4 separate regions of the Mus musculus genome follow, and all the other regions are linked to region 1. Evidence: chromatin contacts called from public HiChIP or PLAC-seq, Micro-C and promoter capture Hi-C data. All regions are on one chromosome and are shown on one strand. The core of a region is the stretch at or near the end of the contact, and the rest is flanking DNA. Distances in the headings are between cores, read along the strand shown. Region 1 holds the start of Elof1 (ELF1 homolog, elongation factor 1). Region 2 has its middle 17 kb from the start of Rab3d. Region 3 has its middle 15 kb from the start of Zfp810. Region 4 holds the start of Rab3d (RAB3D, member RAS oncogene family).

What was found. A called contact is a pair of places that touch in the nucleus more often than the background predicts. HiChIP or PLAC-seq counts read pairs in DNA pulled down with a chosen protein or histone mark. Capture Hi-C pulls out chosen DNA fragments and counts their contacts.
Region 2: a contact with region 1 is called in a Micro-C map of embryonic stem cells, with 2.0 times the contacts expected there. The contact joins the enhancer-like site here to the promoter of Elof1 in region 1. A contact is called at or near these places in 3 of 484 Hi-C or Micro-C datasets (cardiomyocytes, embryonic stem cells and nephron progenitors), 6 of 115 datasets of contacts at active chromatin or transcription factors (embryonic stem cells, memory CD8 T cells, microglia and 1 more) and 3 of 9 other capture datasets (adipose tissue, liver and pancreatic islet).
Region 3: an H3K27ac HiChIP or PLAC-seq map of embryonic stem cells shows a contact between it and region 1, with 5 read pairs. The contact joins the enhancer-like site here to the promoter of Elof1 in region 1. A contact is called at or near these places in 1 of 484 Hi-C or Micro-C datasets (Sertoli cells), 4 of 115 datasets of contacts at active chromatin or transcription factors (bone marrow-derived macrophages, embryonic midbrain, embryonic stem cells and 1 more) and 3 of 9 other capture datasets (adipose tissue, liver and pancreatic islet).
Region 4: a promoter capture Hi-C map of adipose tissue shows a contact between it and region 1. The contact joins the promoter of Rab3d here to the promoter of Elof1 in region 1. A contact is called at or near these places in 9 of 39 promoter capture datasets (the 3T3-L1 cell line, 3T3-L1-derived adipocytes, cranial neural crest and 5 more), 3 of 484 Hi-C or Micro-C datasets (cardiomyocytes, epidermal suprabasal cells and nephron progenitors), 10 of 115 datasets of contacts at active chromatin or transcription factors (bone marrow-derived macrophages, embryonic basal ganglia, embryonic stem cells and 4 more) and 4 of 9 other capture datasets (adipose tissue, embryonic stem cells, liver and 1 more).

The regions. Positions count from the first base shown.
Region 1 is chr9:22,115,259-22,119,873 of GRCm38.p6, forward strand. It overlaps Elof1 (ELF1 homolog, elongation factor 1), which reads right to left and starts at 1,937. Exons shown (of 3, transcript NM_001357311.1): 1 at 1,852-1,937.
Region 2 is chr9:21,899,328-21,903,942 of GRCm38.p6, forward strand. No RefSeq gene overlaps it. Among named protein-coding and RNA genes, the nearest start is that of Rab3d, 17 kb to the right of the region's middle. Within about 2 kb of position 2,349, at least 92 of the 459 cell types and tissues checked have an H3K27ac peak or open chromatin away from gene starts, as enhancers often do. A contact at or near this core is called in adipose tissue, embryonic stem cells and nephron progenitors, where this site is marked.
Region 3 is chr9:22,320,475-22,325,089 of GRCm38.p6, forward strand. It overlaps the pseudogene Gm10182. Among named protein-coding and RNA genes, the nearest start is that of Zfp810, 15 kb to the left of the region's middle. Within about 2 kb of position 2,052, at least 36 of the 459 cell types and tissues checked have an H3K27ac peak or open chromatin away from gene starts, as enhancers often do. A contact at or near this core is called in bone marrow-derived macrophages and embryonic stem cells, where this site is marked.
Region 4 is chr9:21,916,020-21,920,634 of GRCm38.p6, forward strand. It overlaps Rab3d (RAB3D, member RAS oncogene family), which reads right to left and starts at 2,164. Exons shown (of 5, transcript NM_001324531.1): 1 at 2,003-2,164.

The DNA.
Region 1 (4,615 bases), core at 687-3,186:
CTTCCAAAGGTCCTGAGTTCAAATCCCAGCAACCATATGGTGGCTCACAACCATCTGTAATGAGATCTGAAGCCCTCTTCTGGTGCGTCTGAAGACAGCTACAATGTACTTACATTTAACAATAAATAAATCTTTAAAAAATAAAATAAAATAAAGGTTTACAGTTGTTTTGTTTTTTTCAAGACAGGGTTTCTCTGTGTAGCCCTGGCTGTCCTGGAACTCACTTTGTAGACCAGGCTGGCCTCGAACTCAGAAATCCGCCTGCCTCTGCCTCCCGAGTGCTGGGATTAAAGGCGTGTGCCACCACCGCCCAGCAGGTTTACAGCTCTTAACATGAAAACTCAACAGGGTTTCTCTGTGTAGCCCTGGCTGTCCTGGAACTCACTATGTAGACCAGGCTAGCCTTGAACTCAGAGATCCAAGTTTATCATCCACCTGCCCCTGTCTCTCCTGGGCTGGGATTAAAGGCGTGTGCCACCACCACCTGGCAACAGGAACACGCTTAACTGGATGAATTCAGCTGATAGTAGCCAAGCATGGATAAGGCTCTAGGGCAGGGGTCCTCAATCTGTGGGTTTTGAGGTCACATATCAGATACCCTGGATCCAGATATGGCAGACACAAAAGATAAAAATAAATAAATCTTTAATATATCTGTACTAATAGTTACAGATGACAGGCTCCTGAGAAAACTTGTAACTGGATGAATCCTATTTCTACGAGGCTATTAGAGCGAAATACAAATCTCTGAGCTGGGGCTACTTTGGGTGAAAGAGATCAGGAAAGACCTTCTCTTCTGGAGTCATTCCAGATGACAAAAGGCAGCTTTGATGACAAGACAGCCAGGAAGAGTCTGAGCCAGATGAAGGGTTTTCTCGTCGTTTTACTTCAGAACGAATGGCTGAAGCTCCCGGAGCAACGGAGACAAAAGTGTGAGACACACAAAAGGAAAGGCCAAACCCTCACGGTGAAGCGTTGCCTGGTGCCGAGCCCAGCTGTCAACTGTCTAGGTGGATGTGTTTGCATCCCCTCCCATCTGGCCCTGGCAACCAGCTAGCTACAACGGAATCGCAGGCGGGGCAGGCGGGGCATCTTAGTCGATCCTGTCTCAGCTGCTATGGGCACTGCTGCCAAGCCAGAAAAGCTGAATTTGGAACCCTAACCCACGTAAAGGTGGAAAGCGAGGATGTATTTCCCAAGTTGTCCATTAACTTCTGTACACATTCTACTACACATATAGGGAAAAATGTAGGACAAAAGATTTCTAACACTTTCAAAATAGGGCAAGGGAGATGGCTTGGCAGGTGAAGTTGTTGGCTGCCTCTCTCTCTCTCTCTCTCTCTCTCTCTCCCGCGCGCGCACACACACACAGCATCCAAAACAAACTCACGATCACCTTAAAACTCCTCAAAGCTCCTCCGGCGTCTGCCACCCTGCCCATCAATCTCTGAGGAAGGATTTCACTTGGTCACTGCTGTATCCCCAGGACGCACAGTGCTTGGTATACCTTAGGCACTTAATAACTACTTGTTGAACAAATCAGTGAATTGCCCGGAATCTGTCTCTGTGGGGCCCCAGAATCCCACCGGCAAACCGCAGCCTGCGAACGAGCCATGGTGTCCCGAGGCGACCGGGACGGCGGGAAGGGATCTGGGCAGAGCGACGGCGTCCGCCTCACCCAGGTTTCGGTGGCGCCGCCCGCTCGCCCAGCTGCAGGGATCCAGGGGTCAGGCTCCCCACGAGGCCGTCCTCAAAGCCATGCCCCGGCCTCAGCTCTACGCCCTGCGGGTGATCTAGAGAAGAGCGCCGGTCCGCCCGGCCCAACGCCCGCCCGCGAGACCCTACACTTACTTGTACCAGCCCTGCCTCTCAGCCAAGGCCGCTTCACCCAGGAGACGCTAACTTCCGGCCCCTAACGGAAACGGAAATATCGCTTTGGGTTTCCCGCCCACTCCTTAACCAATTAAATGCGCGTGTAGACCCCGCCTCCAACTACCTGGCTCCGCGCAATTGTTACAGCGCATGCGCCACAGTCCTGCTCAATCACAAGCAAAATCCTAGGGGTGTTCGTGATCGCGAGGAGCGGTGGCTCCACCTGTACTCATCCTGGTTAAGGTCCTCACCTGTAATCATCTTCCTGGATTCGTCTCACTTGTCTTACCTCCTTGAAACCCTAGATTTTCCCTACCCTCCATGCTCACTCCAATATCCTAGCCCTAGAAGAGACGAGTTGGGAGAGGGAGGGGATCAGCGGGATTGTGAGACAGGAGAACGGGTAAGGGGGTTTAATGGTCAAAATACATTGTACTAGTCAGAGTTCTCTACAGTCACAGAACTTATGGAATGTCTCTATATTGAGGGGATTTATTGTGATGACTTAACAGTCTGTAGTCCAACTACCCGAACGATGGTCAGCTGTGAATGGGAAGTCCAAGAATCTAGTAGTTCGTCGCTCAGTCCCACGAGGCCAGTTGGTTTAGCTGGTAAAGAAATAGAAATAGGTTCCAACAGACGTACTGGCAAGTAAATGCAAGCAGGCGAAGAAAAGTGAGCCTTCCTTCTTCCAGGGTCCTTATATGGGCCTCCAGCACGCTTGTCAGGTAAGCTTGAAGACAGGAGCTTGAATCCCTAGCATCTACAGAAAAGCCAGGTAGGCTTGGTTACCCGCCTGTAATCCAAGCCTGCAGGAGACAGGATCCCCAGGGCACGGTGACTAGCCAGATGAGGTGAGTTCTGGGTTCAAGAGACACTGCGTTACATCAATATGTAAGATGGAGAGATGTGAGGGTCTGGCTTTCACATGCAGACCCTCACAAATATACCTGCTGAGTACATACTTCTTTTCTTAATTAAAGGCTCTGACCAGCAAGATGGCTCAGCGGGTAAAGGCAATTCTTAACACACACACACACACACACACACACACACACACACACACACGGAAAGTGCTTAGCTGTGTCACACGTTGTTACGCATGCTTTAAAGAGAATGCCCTATAGGGGGCAGTGCCATCCTTGGAACTGCCTTTTCTGAAGACCATTTCTGGTTGGCAGCATCTACTCACACAGGAGTGTAGTGGTTCAGGACTTAAATCCCAGTACTCAGAAGGCAGAAACAAGATCTGTGCTAGTTCTTAACCAGCCTGGGCTAATGTGAATAATTCAAAGCTAACCTTGGCAACAGTGGGAGGCTCACAAAAACAAAACAAAACCACAAATGCACGTGGGATAAGTCTATGCATGTTACCCTGTAGCTTGCCGACTTGATGAAATATCTTGCCTGCAGCGTGAGAGAAGACGAGTTTCTTCTGGCTCACAATTCAAGGGCATGGTCTGCGGCGACGTGGAAGACTGGCAGCAGGGGCTTGGGGCAGCCAATCACAGGGTTTCTCTCTATAGCCCATTCTGACAATGAAATCCTTCTATCTCAGCCTCCTGAGCTGGGATTACAGGTGTGTTCAACCATGCCGTGCTTTTGACTCCTAACCACAAGGACTTGGCCAGCCATCATGCCTCGTATCAAAATAAATAAAATCACAGAATTAAAATAAACAATCCGATGTCTTAGCCTGGCTTGTTGTAAGTCGTCATGCCAGCCTCTGTGGAGGCTGAAGCAAGAGGCTAAACAGATCAAGGTCAGCCTGGGCAACTTAGCTCCAGCCCCCAAAACTTAAAAAAAAAATCAAAGATAGGCATGGTAAATCGACCCTTTAATTTCTACACTCAGGATTGGGAAACGAGAAATCTGCATACACCAGAGACCAGCCTAACTTCACAGTGGTCTCCAGAAAAACCCAAGCTATACGGTGAATTCTTGTTTCAAAAAGCCAACCGTGGGGTGGAGAGACAGCTCACAAGGTAACCATGATTGCCCTGCAAGCTAGGTGACTCGAGTTCAATACCCAGAGTCCATGGTGGAAGAAGAAAAACCAGTCCCTCCAAGTAGTTCTCTGGCTTCCATGTGTGTGTCATGATATATGTGCACATACACACACACACACACACACACCAGTAGTAATAAACTGGGTGTGGTAGCACACAGCACCAAGGAAGCAGAGGCAGGCAGAGCTCTGTGAGTCTGAGGCCAGGCTGGTTTACATGGTGAGACCGTATCTAAGAAAAAGCACCCAGGGACTGTGGATTGCGTGGTCGAGTGTTTGCTTAGCATGCACAGGGCCCTGGGTTTCACTTCAAGTGCAGGGGACAAACAACATTGATCTCAAAACCAGCAAGTGGTAGCTACTGTCACCTCAGCTGGACAGAAGTCCATCTGCGGGCATGGCACAGCCTCCAGTGTCCCTCGCCGTGCCTCTGAGAAATCTTTGTAGCATTTGGTGCTTAGCTGGATAGGGAACTTGGTTTGCATTCTACATGTGACATTTACTTTGTCACTTCTCCTTTCTAGACTCTGGGAAAAGGGACATTGGGTGAAGCTGACTGCTGATTCAGAGCTCCGACTGCCAGGAGCCTCTGAATCAGTGGGAAGAGGCTTGGTGGCTGTGAATTTCCAAGAGAGTTGAGAAGGGCCGAGCTGTAGTCACAGCTAGTTGGCAACCTGTGTTGGGTATGTGGGTTTGGTTTTTTTGTTTTTTTCAACTTGGCACACAACTAGGGTC
Region 2 (4,615 bases), core at 1,099-3,598, 220 kb before region 1:
TCGACTCTGTGCAGCCATTTTTAAATTTTCTGAGCGACAGTGTCTCACTATTTATCCCTGGCTGGCCTTGAGCTCACAGATATCTTACCTGCCTTTGCCTCCTGAGTGTTGGGAGTAACGGCGCATACCTGGCTCCTTTTCCTTCTGATTTCAACTCCTTGCATAGCTCAGGATGATCCTGACCCCCTGATTCTCCTGCCTCCTCCCCAGCACTGGACTCACAGGCCTGCACTGCCACTGCAGCTGACAGGTGCTGGGGACGGAGCCTAGGCTTTACCCACGCTGGGCAAGGGCAATGACCACCGAGTCACATCCTCAGGCCCTTCTTTTTTGCTTTTTGAGACAGTCTTACTCTGTAGATTAGGTCAGCCCTGAAACCCCACATGTAGCCCAGGTTGGCCTCAAACCCATGGCAATCCTGCTCTACCCTCCTGAGTACAGAGATTACTGGTTGTGTGCTGCCACAACTGGTGTCAGAACTCTTGCTCTTGGGGACCGGGGTGGGTCTCCTGTATCCCAGGCTGGCCTCATACTCACTATGTAGTTGGCGATGACCTTGAGCCTCGTCATCTTTCTGTTTCCACTCCCCAAGAGCTGGGATGACAGACATAAATCTCCCACCATGTCCCCATCCCCAGCCAGGGGTTATTTTGGATATGGCTCTGGCAGCTGAATGTCTCTGGATCTGTTTTGGTTTCTGGTGAGAGATTTTTGCTTAAGGTTGGGGCAGCTTTGCTGGAGGGCAGAGAGATGTGTTTGACACACAAGGACCTCAAGATGATGCCAGCCTAGCTCCAGATTCAGTCAGACTCCCTTCTAGTAACTAAGGCAGAGAATGGTAGAGCAAGACACTCCCCTGCCTCTGCTCACAGGCATACAGGGTGTGCACACACCATACACACAAGCAAACAGCCATGAAAACTGCTTTTTAATAAATCTGGCTTTGTTTTTTTTTTTAACATTACCTAGACTTGTAAGACAATGAATTATGGGGTGTGCTGCTCATATGGATCGAGTACTAAATATTAGAATATCCTCCAACTTTTTTGTTTCGAGACAGGACCTCACTGTGTAGGCAGGCTGCCTCAGAACTAGCAATGTAGACCAGGCTGGCCTCGAACTAACAGAGCTCTACCTACTTCTGCCTCTTGAGTGCTGAGAATAAAGGCTGTCACCACTACGCCCAGCTCTAACTTTTAAACAAAATCACAGGCTTTCCTTCTGAAAATCAATTTCTCATCTAAGCCCACTGTGGTGGCAGGTCCTGTAATCCCAGCACAAGGACACACAGGCACATGTTGGTGGCAGGTAGGTCTCTGAGTTCAAGGCCAACTTGGTCTACATAGTGAGTTTTAGAACAGCCAGGACTACATAGAGACCCTGTCTTAAAAAGTAAAACCACCCAACAACAGTATCAACAAAATTCAAGTTCCGAGGCTGTAACGTGCTTGCACTACAAGCATGGAGATCTGATTTGGGATACCTAGAACCCATAAGATAGACGTACCATCAACATGTTGTCTCAGACCTCCACATCTGAGTTGTGGCTTACCCGCATCCCCCAACCCCTAGTGAATAAATGAAATAATTTAAAAGTTAAATGTGTAAACTAAACAAAGACTCCAAGCATCAGTGTCTGACCTCCGTATTTACATGTACAAACATGCATTCCCGATGCTTGCACACACACCACACACACACAACAGAGGGCCAGCAAGATGGTTTAGCTAGCAATGGTGCTTGTTGCCAAGCCAAATGGCCTGAATTCGAGTCCCTGAATCCACATGGTAGAAAGAACTGAATGTCAAAGTTGTTCTCTGACCTCTGTCTACACTCATACCAGGAGACGTGCAAATTCACATGCTCACATACAGGAAAGAAATATTTTTAAAAGAAAATGTGATCAAAACCCAAATATGGTGGAATACACCAGTAATCCTAGGATTTGGGAGGGGAGGCAGGAAAATCACGAGTTTGACAGCTTGGGTTACAAGACTCTATCTAAAAACAAAATCAGTCTGGCCTAGTGGCCTATTTGGGAGGCGGAAGACAAGCAGATCTCTTGAGTTCTAAGGACCTCCTGGACTACATAGTAAATTTCAGAACAGCCTGGACACACAATGAGACCCTGCCTAAAATAATAAAATAACAGATTTAACACAGGAAAACACATCGTTCCCCAGCTGTAACCGCAGAGCTGAAGACTAGGGTTGAGAACAGTGGTTCCAAGATTTTCCTCTCGGTACATGCTTCTCCCATTCATGCTTCCATTTTGTAACCATTACCGGAAGTTAGCGAACACTGCCTTCTATTGGTACAGCTTTATAGGAAGTCATTGTATGGGATTCTGGGAAATGTAGTCCTTGAGCGGGGGCAAAGCGCCAGGCAAGAGTTATTGATTCAGATGGAGGCTTAGTCTAAGTATTAGCCAAAAGTTTCAGCGTACAGAGCTGCCTCTTCTCTGCCTCTTTCCTTCCCAGCTTCAGAGCAATGACCACGGATGAGGGCCACATCACTAGTTTCCGGGGGTCCGACGCCCTCTTTTGACCCTGGCTGCACTCATGGTGCACATATATACAATCAGACAAAACACTCATACACATAAAAACAAATCTGTAAAATAACTTTAAAAATATTTGTGTGGGGAGGCGGGCACTGTGAGAACAACATGCGGGAATCCCACCTTGTGGGTCTCAGGGATTGAACTCAGGTCATCAGGTTTGGCAGCAAAGCGCCTTTATCCACAGAGCCACCTTGGTAGCTCCATCCAGCTTGGTTTTGCTTTGGATATCCCTCCCCGCAGCTGCCGGGAATTCTTGCCACCTTTACTGCTGTTCATCAAGCCGGGCTGACAAAATCTGGCAAAAGGCAGGCCACAGTCCACCTGGCTGCTGGGGACTGAGTCTCCTCTTTTATTTCTCTGGGGCACTCACTGCTCTTTGGGGAGGAATTGATAATAAAATACTAGCAAAACGCTATCTGTCCCTTTGTCTTTCTTGGTTTTGGTTTTGCATTCCTGGCGATGATATGAACTTGAAACAGCTAAGTGTAACAGTGTGTGTGTGAGTCTAGGTTTTGTAATAATGAAATACCTGAGGGTGGGTGCTTTTAAAAGATTGATCTAATTCAGGCAGGGAGTCATGGTGCTTCCTTGTGCCTAACTCCTGGTGTGTCAGAATGCCCCTCTATGGTTAAACATCTTTAAAGTTACATTGAGGTCACTCCTCCTGTGGCAAAACAAAGGCACCAGGCACTCTCCCTTTCTCCCTCTGTACTCACCAACAAAGGCTTTCTGTCTTCAAAAGGCCTGGCGTCTTTACAGCATCACTTGCAGTCTGTCAAGGTAGGTTTGGTTTGTTGGTTGGTTGTTTTGTTTCGTTTTGTTTTGTTTTTATTACTGTTGTTTGATTTTGGTTGTTGTTGTTGTTTTGCCTGTTTGTTTGTTTGTTTGGTTTGAGACAGGCTACTGTGTAGCCCAGGCTGTCCTCAAACTCACAGACATCCACCTGACTCTGTCTCCCAGGTTCAACACCAGGCCGGGCACTCACTTGGTTCTGACATCCTCTCACTTTTATGGGGAATATATTCTACAGAAGGAAATACCAAAAAGGAGATCCAATCCAACTGATTTCAGAGTGAAATCAAGTTGTCACCTTGTCCCAGGACTACGTCACTCACCTCACAATTGTTTGTAAAAACATAATCTTCTTTATTTATTTGTGGTGTGTAGAGTGTGATAGAGTACCTTGATTGTAAAAACAGAATCCCCACGAGGTTACAGCTGGCCTTGCTCAACCATTACCAGTCAGCTCAGAGAGAAATGTCTTCTGAGACAGCCTGTCTCACCTCGAGCAAATAATCTGAGGAAGGAGAGACCACAGGCCAGCACACCCACCTCTTAATGAGCTCCCAGCCAGCTTTCCCAACTTGCAGGACCTCCATCCTGCGGGAGAATGCCTAGTCCTCTGTCTTTCCAGGTTTGAAATAAAGTCTCATCCTTGAGGTCAGATTTGGTTCCTTTCCTGCCTTTTGTCTCTTTACTCTCCCTGTTCCCATCCCTCCCCCCGCCCAACTAACAAAGTGCAAAGCTGCAAGGGGGGGAGGGGAGCCGGGGCACAAGCCCAGTGGGTTCTGGGTTTGGGGATTTATTTATTCACTTTGCTTATGGGTGTTTGCCTGAATGTATGTCTGTACACTGTGTCTATGCATGGTATTCATGGAAGTCAGAAGAGGGCATCAGATCCCCTGGGACTGGCGTTACTGGTGGTTGTGAACCACCATGTGGATGCTGGGAATCAAACCTCTGCAAGAGTAGCCAGTGCTCTTAATCACAGAGCCACCTCTCCAGCCCCTTGTGGTGTGGATTTTAGAATTTTTAAGGGCTACAAGAGTGAGACCCTGCCCCAATGGAATGTTAGGTCAGCACACAGGCCAGAGGTTCTTAACAAGGCCTTTTCTCTAAACAAAACTGCTATTAGCTTTCTGCCTCACAAAAGGTAACCCTAGAATCATTTAGGAACCAGATCAGTGCTAAGAGCTCCCAAAACACATTTGGCATCTTTGGCCTCTGTCAAGGATGAAGCTGCGGTTGTAAGGCACCCACCAGAGAAGACTG
Region 3 (4,615 bases), core at 802-3,301, 210 kb after region 1:
CAATGCTTTGAAAAGGGGGAAGTAGCTTAGAGTGAGGGTTGACATTTCACATTAAGGATGTTGTTTTAACAACTTTTCACAAGCCGACCCTGACTTTTAGGCAGAATTATCAATCTGAAGATCCACAATCTTTTATAAAAGGAACCAGTGCTCTTCTGAGAACACTCAATGAAGTCACTGCAAAGTCCCCATCACTCAATGGACTGGGAAACCAATTTTGGGGGCCAGGTTCCAACAGGTCTCTGGTTTTTAAGGGAATTAAGTCTATGTTGATAGTACAGGGGGAAGAGGATATAAAAGTGAATTTATAGTTTTCCCAGACCACAAGGCATTGTTGTGCCTTGGTGGCCACCTAGGTCAAGACCAGGATCTCTCTCCTGGGAGCCAACAGGAGCCTTCCAAAATTATCAGGGAAAGAGGTTTTCTGTCCTCAATCCAGCTTGGGAGAGATTTTGTTACTGACACATGATCCTTCCCCCACCCAGTAATGAAGTGTTCTGTGTGCTAACAATATAGCTTAAAAAAAAAAAAAGTAAAACGAAATTCTGCATTTTTATAAAACTTGATAAAAAATAGTATTTCAAACTGTACAGTCACCAGAAGTACACAGTTATCAAAAATGTACACACATCACTTGGCATCTCCAGCACCTTCAGCTTTCTGTGCCTGGTCTGTTTTGGCATCTCCATTTTCTGCAGGATTATTCGCATCCTTCCCGGCGTCAGCTTTCCCCTTCTTCCCCTTGGGTACCTTCTCTCCCTTCTTCGCAGGGGCCTTTTTAGGTTTGGGCTCTGGCTTTGGAGGAGCAGGTTTAGCAGACAACCTCGCAGATCTTCTCTGTGGCTCGTCCTTCACCTTGGTTTTGTCTCCTTTAGCATCCCCTTCAGCCTTTCTTTTGGGCATGGTGGCGGCAGGGGACGTCGGCGCTGAGCACGGAATACAGCGGCGCGCGGGTTTGCTTCGTCCGGGGGTCGTCCTCGCTGCTTCCTCACACTGCTCCGTGCTTTAGTGTTAAGGTAGAAGATTCTGTAGCTCTCTCTTAGATCCACTTGATTTAGGATGTTATTTAATTCCAGGGTTTCTCTGCTTGTTTGTTTTCTCCTTCCTTCCTTCCTTCCTTCCTTCCTTCCTTCCTTCCTTCCTTCCTTCCTTCCTTCCTTCCTTTCTTTTTCGAAACAGGGTTTCTCTGTAGAGCCCTGGCTGTCCTGTAGACCAGGCTGGCCTCGAACTCAGAAATCCTCCTGCCCCTGCCTCCTAAATGCTGGGATTAAAGGCGTGCACCACCACTGCCCGGCATTTGTTTTTTTTCTAGACAACCTTTCTATTGGTGAGAGTAAGGTATTGAAATCACCCATAATTACTGCATTGGATAAATCTATGATTTTGCGTGTGATAGTGTTTCTGATATGGTCATGCAGATCTTTTGAGTTCAAGGTCAGTCTACACAGCAAATACCAGAACAATCAAGCTTAGGCAGTGAAGGAGCTAGAAACAAGAAAGCTGATGTCTAGAACAAGGGGGCCACTTCCAGCCCCAGCAAGTAGCAGAACTTTGCAGGTTTGGCCACAGAGCTCTGGCTTTAGAGTCACGAGCAGGAGGAATTACTGTGACAATTGGTGCTGGTTAGCTGGAGCTAAGAAATTAGTAGTGATTAAAAAGAGACCAGCACCAAGTATATGCCAGGGAGTGGCACTATTAGACAGTGGGGGTCTTTTGGAATAGGTGTGTACGGTACTGTGGGTGTGGACTTTAAGACCATCACCTTATGCCAGCTCCTTGCTGGCAGGTCCAGGCAAGAGGAGAGAGGTCCCAGTCCCACCAGGGTCTCTCCAGGGCTGAGCAGGATGGCCAGTGTCGACGGCCCAAAAGAAGCACAACCAAGCCAGGAATCTTGTCAAAACAGGAACTCAACGTTATGGCATCAGCCTCTCACTTATATAAATTTGGAACATAGGGAGGAGGATTTTTGGTGGGGTAAGATGACTTAGGAGGCAGGGAAGGGTGATGGAGGGTGTGGAGTGACTGACAGGGCCAATGGCAAAGCTCTACATCAGCAGTGGTGGGGCAGAGGCAGGGCCAAACAGGACTTGCTGAGTCATCTTGATATGGAAGTGACTGAGACAGGTCTCAAAACTCGAGCCAGGCTTAGGCTCTCCCACAAAGCTGCAGAAACTCGAGCCAGGCTGGGGTTTGTCTTCAAGGCCCAAACCAGGGCCAAATGGGGCCCAACAATCCTAGCTTCTTGGAAATCAGTCTTCCACTAGCAGCCTTCAGATGAAGATGTAGAACTCTCAGCTCCTCCTGTACCTTGCCTGCCTGGATGTTGCCATGCCCCCACCTTGATGGCAATGGACAGAACCTTTGAACCTGCAAGCAAGCCTCAATTAAATGTTCTCTTTATAAGACTTGTCTTGATCATGGTGTCTGTTCACAGCAGTGAAATCCTAACTAAGACAACCACTGAGCTAAAATTTGGGACGTGCTTTTTTGAGAAAACAAAGCAGCTGTGTTAGAGAGATAGACACTGTGCTCACACCTGGACTTGGTGATATCTAAGAAGCGTCCAAGTAATCCTGGTTTGAAGGCATGGAGGGATCACCGAGAGCAGCTGAGGCTCGGCACCGTGAGAGGTCAGAGAAGGCCATTGGGGAAGGTATAGCTTCAGAGGCAGTTGAAGGCTTGATGGGGGGTCATGCAAAGAAATTGAGGCTTAGTACCTTGAAGAGAGCCTAAGAGGGTACTGGTGGAACATAGTTGTAGCAGAATTCCCCAGTGTACCATGGGATGACTACCAAGAACAGCAGCAGCTGTGCAATAGAGTCTACCAGAGCCCAGAGTGCGTCAGTGGGCAGAGCTGGAAAAGTAACCCAAGCCCTTTGGAGAATCCCAGAAGATCATGTGTCCCAGATATTGGACAAGAAACTGTATAGTTAAAGTTGCCTTGGATACCCCATAGTGATGAAGATGCCGAAGTCATGGGATACCTGCCAAGGAAAGCTGCTAACAAGAAGTGGAACCAGCCCAAGAGAAAGAAGTTTGTTGCAGTCAACAAAGATGAAAGTATTAGAAATCTGCAGAGCAGTTTGGCATTGGACATGGAGATGCAGAGTTTGGAGTTCACCTACATGGTTTTCTGCCAGGCCTTGGTCCAGCATTTCCTTACTATGATATTGGAGTCTAATGTACATCCTGTGATGCTGGAAGGCCGTGATCTGCCTTTTAATTTTGATTTTATAGAGGATTACACATGAGTATCAGGAGAAACTTTGATCTTTGGCCTTTTAAATATTGTTGAGATTTTGACAGACTATCGGGACATTTGGAATTGGACTAAATGTATTTTGTGTTATGTTATGGCTAGGGTGGCCCCCATAGACTCATGTGTTTGAACACGCCTATGGGGGTCTGGGAGTGGAATGTGGTGGTTTGAATATGCTTGGCACATGAGATTGGCACTATCAGAAGGTGTGGCCTTGTTGGAGGAAGTGTGTCATTGTATGTGTGGGCTTTGAGGACTCCTATGCTCAGGTTCCACCCAGTACAGAAGAGAGCATCCTCTTGGCTGCCTGAAGATCCTCTTCTTTATGCCCGCCTTTGGATCAAGATGTGGAACCCTTGGCTGCTTCAGTACGGTTTGCCTGTACACTCCTCTGCTTCCTGCCATGATGATAATGGAATGAACCTCTGAAAATTTAAGCCAGCCCCAATCAAATGTTTGCCTTTATAGAATTTGCCACGGTCATGGTGTCTCGTCAAAGCAAATAAACTCTAACCTAACTAGGACAGGGTATAAGGACAAATATTTATCCATTGTTGTTAAGGATTATGCTTTTATGATAGGAATCCTAGAGAATGTATGGCTAGATGGAACATGTCTCAATATCATAAAAGCTATATACAAGCTGGGCGTGGTGGTCTATGAGCTAGAACTGACCTCAAGGTCCCCTTCCTGAAGACCAGCATTCATAGTACCAGGAGGTGCCATGCAAACTTCCAAAACAGGGAGGCAACCAACAGTTTTACCCAGGTATGCCCATGACCCACAGCAATGGCTAACATGGCGCAAGAATCCTGAGGGCGCAGTAGTGGCACATATACCTTGATGGCAACCAATGGCTGTGTAATTGTACACACAACTCTTTGACAAGGATACCTTCACTTGTACTGGAAACCTAGCTAACTACTAAGTGCTGGTGAAACCATGGTTTTTGGAGGAGAATCTACAACCACTAGTTAAGGTTACATGTGATTCTTCAAGGCACATGTTACAGCAGGCAGGTGTAAGCTTTTGCGGTTAGGCTATTATGGGCAATGACCCATTTAGTTTCCACTCTTTCTTCCCTTTTTTTGTTGTTTTGATTTTCCTTCTAGACAGGGTTTCTTTGTGTAGCCCTTGACTGTCTATCCTCCAACAAGCTCTGTAGACTGGGCTAGTCTCAAACTCACAGAGATCTGCCCTCCTATGCCTCACAAGTAGTGGAATTGAAAGTGTGTACCACCACCACTCCGTTCCATGTCTCCCTTTTACAAAGGCTTTGGGCCCTTTCCAGTTATGTCTGACAATAACCAATACAGTGAATCACTAAATAAATCACTTTTTAATAATTGGTCTTTT
Region 4 (4,615 bases), core at 914-3,413, 200 kb before region 1:
TCTATGGGTCCATTGGTTTCAAGAATCACATCTTCCGACACGTGGATCTGGGATCAAACGCAGGTCATCAGGCTGGGCAGCAAGTGCCTTTTCCTGCAAAGCCATCCCCTAGCCCTAGTTTTAAAGTTTTATTTATTTTTATTTATTTATTGAGACAAGGTCTCACTCTGGAGTAAGACTAAGGCTGCATATGTGACTGGTGTATGGGGTTGACAGGGACGTGGCTCCACCTCGGGGCTGTAGTTAGAGGCAGCTGTAAACTGCCTGACCTGGGCTCTGAGAATCTAAGTCAGGTTGTCTGAAAGAACTGCTCTTAGCAGCTGAGCCATCTCTCTACTCCTTCTCATTTTTTCCACTTTTATTCTTTAAGGAAAGATCTCAGGTAGCTCAGGCTGACCTCAAACTCCCCATGTGGTGGATCCCTGCCTCTGGAGCTGTGGATTACAGGTGTGCACCACTGTGCCCTTCTTAATGATCCTTGTGGTATTCATCAACAAACTTCTGCTGAGTCTCTGCACCAGGCATGGGTCTCTGAAGAGACACAGCTGTGCATAAGAAAGAAACACCACAGTGAGAGGGCTGTGGTTGCTATTTAATCTTTACACAAAGGTGAGGCTGAGGGCTGGGGAGTAGAGCACTCACCTGCGTTTTCAGCCCCAGCACCCAGCAAACCAGGTGTGATGTGCACACCTGTAATTTCAGCACTACAGAGTGGAAACAGAGTACCAGGCGTTCAAAGCCATCCTGCGTTACATTGGAAGTTCCTTACCAAACTGGGGTGGGTTATATGAGAACTTGTCTCAGAAAGAAAGGAAGGGAGGAAGGAAGGAAGGAAGGAAAAAAGAAAGAGAGAGGGACAGAGAGAGAGAAAGAGAAAAAGGAAAGAAATATGGAACCTTTATAGTGGAAGGTTCAGATCTTCTCCCTTCAGGTGCAGGACCAGGTAACAGGTGAAAACTCAGGGCCAGTTGGGGCTGGGGGGCCGTGGTGGTGAGGAAGTTGCACGGGCTGCAAGCTGGACTTTGCCCAGTGCAAGCAGCTGGTATGGCCAGGTGTGTAGGTGTGTGTGTGACTGCCAGCTAGACAGAGCCCCTTCCATCAAGGCTTGGATGTTGAATTTAGCTGGTGCTTGCCTCTGGGGTGCTGTCCTGTCCTCTCCAAATCCACTGTAACCCTTTCCCTGTCTCCCAGGGTGAGGGTAATTTCTATATATATAACATAAGGTTTAAAGGCCCAGTTAGGCTCCCAAGTGGGTATCTACCATTTTATTTGTCAAAGGGGCCGGGCCTGGCTCCCTCTTGGCCAAAGCTGACTCACCCCAGCCATGGTCCACAAAGACAGGACTGAAAGTCATCAAATCCAAGAGAATTATCCTAGCCACTTAATGACTGCAAAACCCACCACCCCATATCCTCCTGTTTATATCTTCCCACACTCCAGCATTCTGTTTTATCCAAATCTAGGGTGTTCTTCCAAGCTCTCCCCCACCCCCGCCCCCACTTTGCTTTCTCCAGCTGTCTAGCTTAGAGCTGCTCTCCGAAGCCCAAGCAAAAGTATTTCTCAATGGCCTTCGGTGTTTTCTGTTTCTCTACTCCGTGCATTTCTAAGGAGAACGCAGCCAACCCCACCCTGTGTTCCGGGAGAACGGGTTTGAGGCGTCCGTCGGGCAGGGCCTCCAGGCTGGCCCCCGCCCCACCACGGCTTCTCTTCTGGGCCATCTAGGGGTCCCCTAGCCCTCAAGGTTGGCACCCGAACAGTCACTGCACTGCGTGCACCAGCAAGTGCCTCCCCCATCACCATATGGCGCCGTCGCTCGGCCCCAAGCTGGGCTTCTCGCCCACCCCGCCACCGTTCGCAGAGCTTGCCGGGTGCGGGGAACCCAGAAGAGCCAGCAGCACTGACAGGGGGTGCGGGACCCAGGCTCGCGCGGACCCCAGTTCAACCCTGTCATAGTGCACGCGCGTATCAGCGGGTTGGCAGGTGCACTCGCTCCTGGGCTCACCTCGGGTCCCGCCTTGCACACCAGGATCCGCCCACGAAGTTGCTACGGCCCCGCACAGGGCTGCGACCCTCGCCCCACAGCTGCCGGCGCTGCCAACACTGACACCCGGATCCCGCGCCGGCTCCGCCCAGGCGGAGGGGGCGAGGCCGCAGAAGACTAGGCGAGGTGAGCGGGTGGGGCCTAGAAGGGGCGGGGCGCCTTGAGAGTTGGCGCCCGGCGGTGGGCGTGGTCTTACGGGTGTGGGCGCCGCCAACGGAGCCAGGAGATGGGCGTGGCCTGTCGGAGGCTTGGACGCCACAAAAGTCCTAGCTGAGTGGGCGAGCCTTGCAGGCGGAGGTGGGGTCTGGCAGGGGCGGGGCCACCTCAAGAGGCGTCAGAGGTGGGCAGGGAGTTGAGAGGATGGGACCTGGTAGTATGGTAGGAGAGGGGTGGTAGGGATCTGGGAGTGCAAGTCTGTGGTCCTGAGCTAGAGCCCAGAGGAGCGGGAAGAGGCATTAAGTCCCATCAGAGCCTCTCTTTCCTAACTAGAGGTAGAAAACATTTTCTATGCATTCTGTGTTAACAGGAAAACCTCAGCAGCTGAGTTCTATTCCCATCTCCCCTTTCTAGGACTGTGACTCCTGACATATTTAACCTCTCTCAACCTCAATGTTTCCCTCTGTCGAGTGGTTCATAACAAGATTAGTGTAACCATAGTTTTATTCCTTTTACTTTTGGGGGCTGGAGAGATGTCTCAGCGGTTAAAATCACTTGTTCTTGTTGAGGATATGAGTTTGAGTCTCAGGACTCACATGGTGTCTAATAACTCCAGTTCCAGGAGACCTGACCCTTCTTACTTCATCAAACTGCAAGAGCCCACGTGGTGCAGACAAAACACTCATGTAAAATAAAATTTAAAATTCTAAAAATTAAAATTTTTTTGTTTGTTTTCCAGGCTTGCCTCAAACTCCTTAAGTACCAAGAGTAAATGTGAACTGATTCCCCTGGCTCCACCTCCCAAGGTCTGGGATTGAAGGTGTACAAAGCCATGCTGCTTTACACGGTGCTAGGGATGGAGCCCAAGGCTTCTTATATAGAGAGTGGTTACTCTATCTCCCCAGTGCTGGCCTGAATCCTAGGCATAATCCCCGTTCCACGTGGGAGGAGTCTGGCTCTAAAGGGTGCTAGATTCTTCTGTTCAACATGCCTAAGGGCTCTTGGAGTTAAAACATGTTTTAGAAATAAGGAAACTGGGGCTGGAGAGATGGCTCAGCAGTTAAGAGCACTGACTGTTCTTCCAGAGGTCCTGAGTTCAAATCTCAGGAACCACATGGTGGCTCACAACCATCTGTGATGGGATCTGATGCCCTCTTCTGGTGTGCCTGAAGACAGCTACAGTGTATTCATATATATAAATAAGGAAACTGAGGATCAAAGAAAAGTAGATATTTGCCAGAGTCCACACAGCAAGATTTCGAATTCAGTTGCTACTAAGCCTGATATGAGGGTTTCAGGGACCAACAGAGTAGAAGGAGAACCAATTCCCACAAGTTGTCCTCTGATCTCCACATGCAATAAACAAAAGAATAAATAAATGTAAAAAATCAAACAGAGCCGGGTGTGGTGGCACATGCCTTTAATCCTGGCACTGGGGAGGAAGAGGCAAAGGCAGGTGGATTTCTGAGTTCGAAGCCAGCCTGGTCTACAAAGTGAGTTCCAGGACAGCCAGGGCTACACAGAGAAACCCTGTCTCAAAAAAAAAAAAAAAAAAAAAAAAAAAATCAGACTTTTAGGTATGGTAGCTAACATTTGTAATTCCAGAATTTGGGAGGTAGAGGAAGACAGAAATCAGGAGTTCAAGGTCATACTCAGGTATGTAGTAACTTCAAGTTCAGCCTGAACTCAGAAGAGACTCCATCTCCAAAGTTATCTGCATGTGTGTCTAAACAGGTGAAATGGTGTATTTCTGTCATCCTAGTACTAGGAAGCTGAGACACGAGGACTGCCATGAATTTGAGGCTAGCTGGGTCACATAGTAAGTTTTAAATCAGATTGGCTACATAGTAATAAGAGCCTGTCTCAAAAATATAGAGACTGATATAGTAGCTCCTATCTGTAATTTTAGTACATGAGAGGTGGAGGCAGGAAAATTCTCAAGTTTCAGGCCAACTTGGGCCACAGGATTCCAAGTCAGCCTGAGCTAGAGACCCTGCCTCAAAGCACATACACACAGACCATTATCACACACACCATTACCACACAGAAACTTGAACGTCACTGCTCACTCAGATGCCTAAGGGAACAAGAGCTGCCTCCAAAGATTTAACATGAATTGTGCCGGAGAGTATTAGCTAGGAAGAGCTGAGTTATTCCTAGAAACAAGCAGTCCCCAAAGACTTCAGGATATCACTCACCCAGGTTCACAGCTCGGAATGGATGCTAGGGGCTAAGGAAAGATGTTCTAGCCTGTCTTGTAAACGCTTTTAAAAAAAGATTTATTTATTTTATTTATATGAGTACACTGTCACTGCTTTCAGACACACCAGAAGAGGGCATCAGATCCCATTACAGATGGTTGTGAGCCACCATGTGGTTTCTGGGAATTGAATTCAAGTCCTCTGGAAGAGCAGTCAG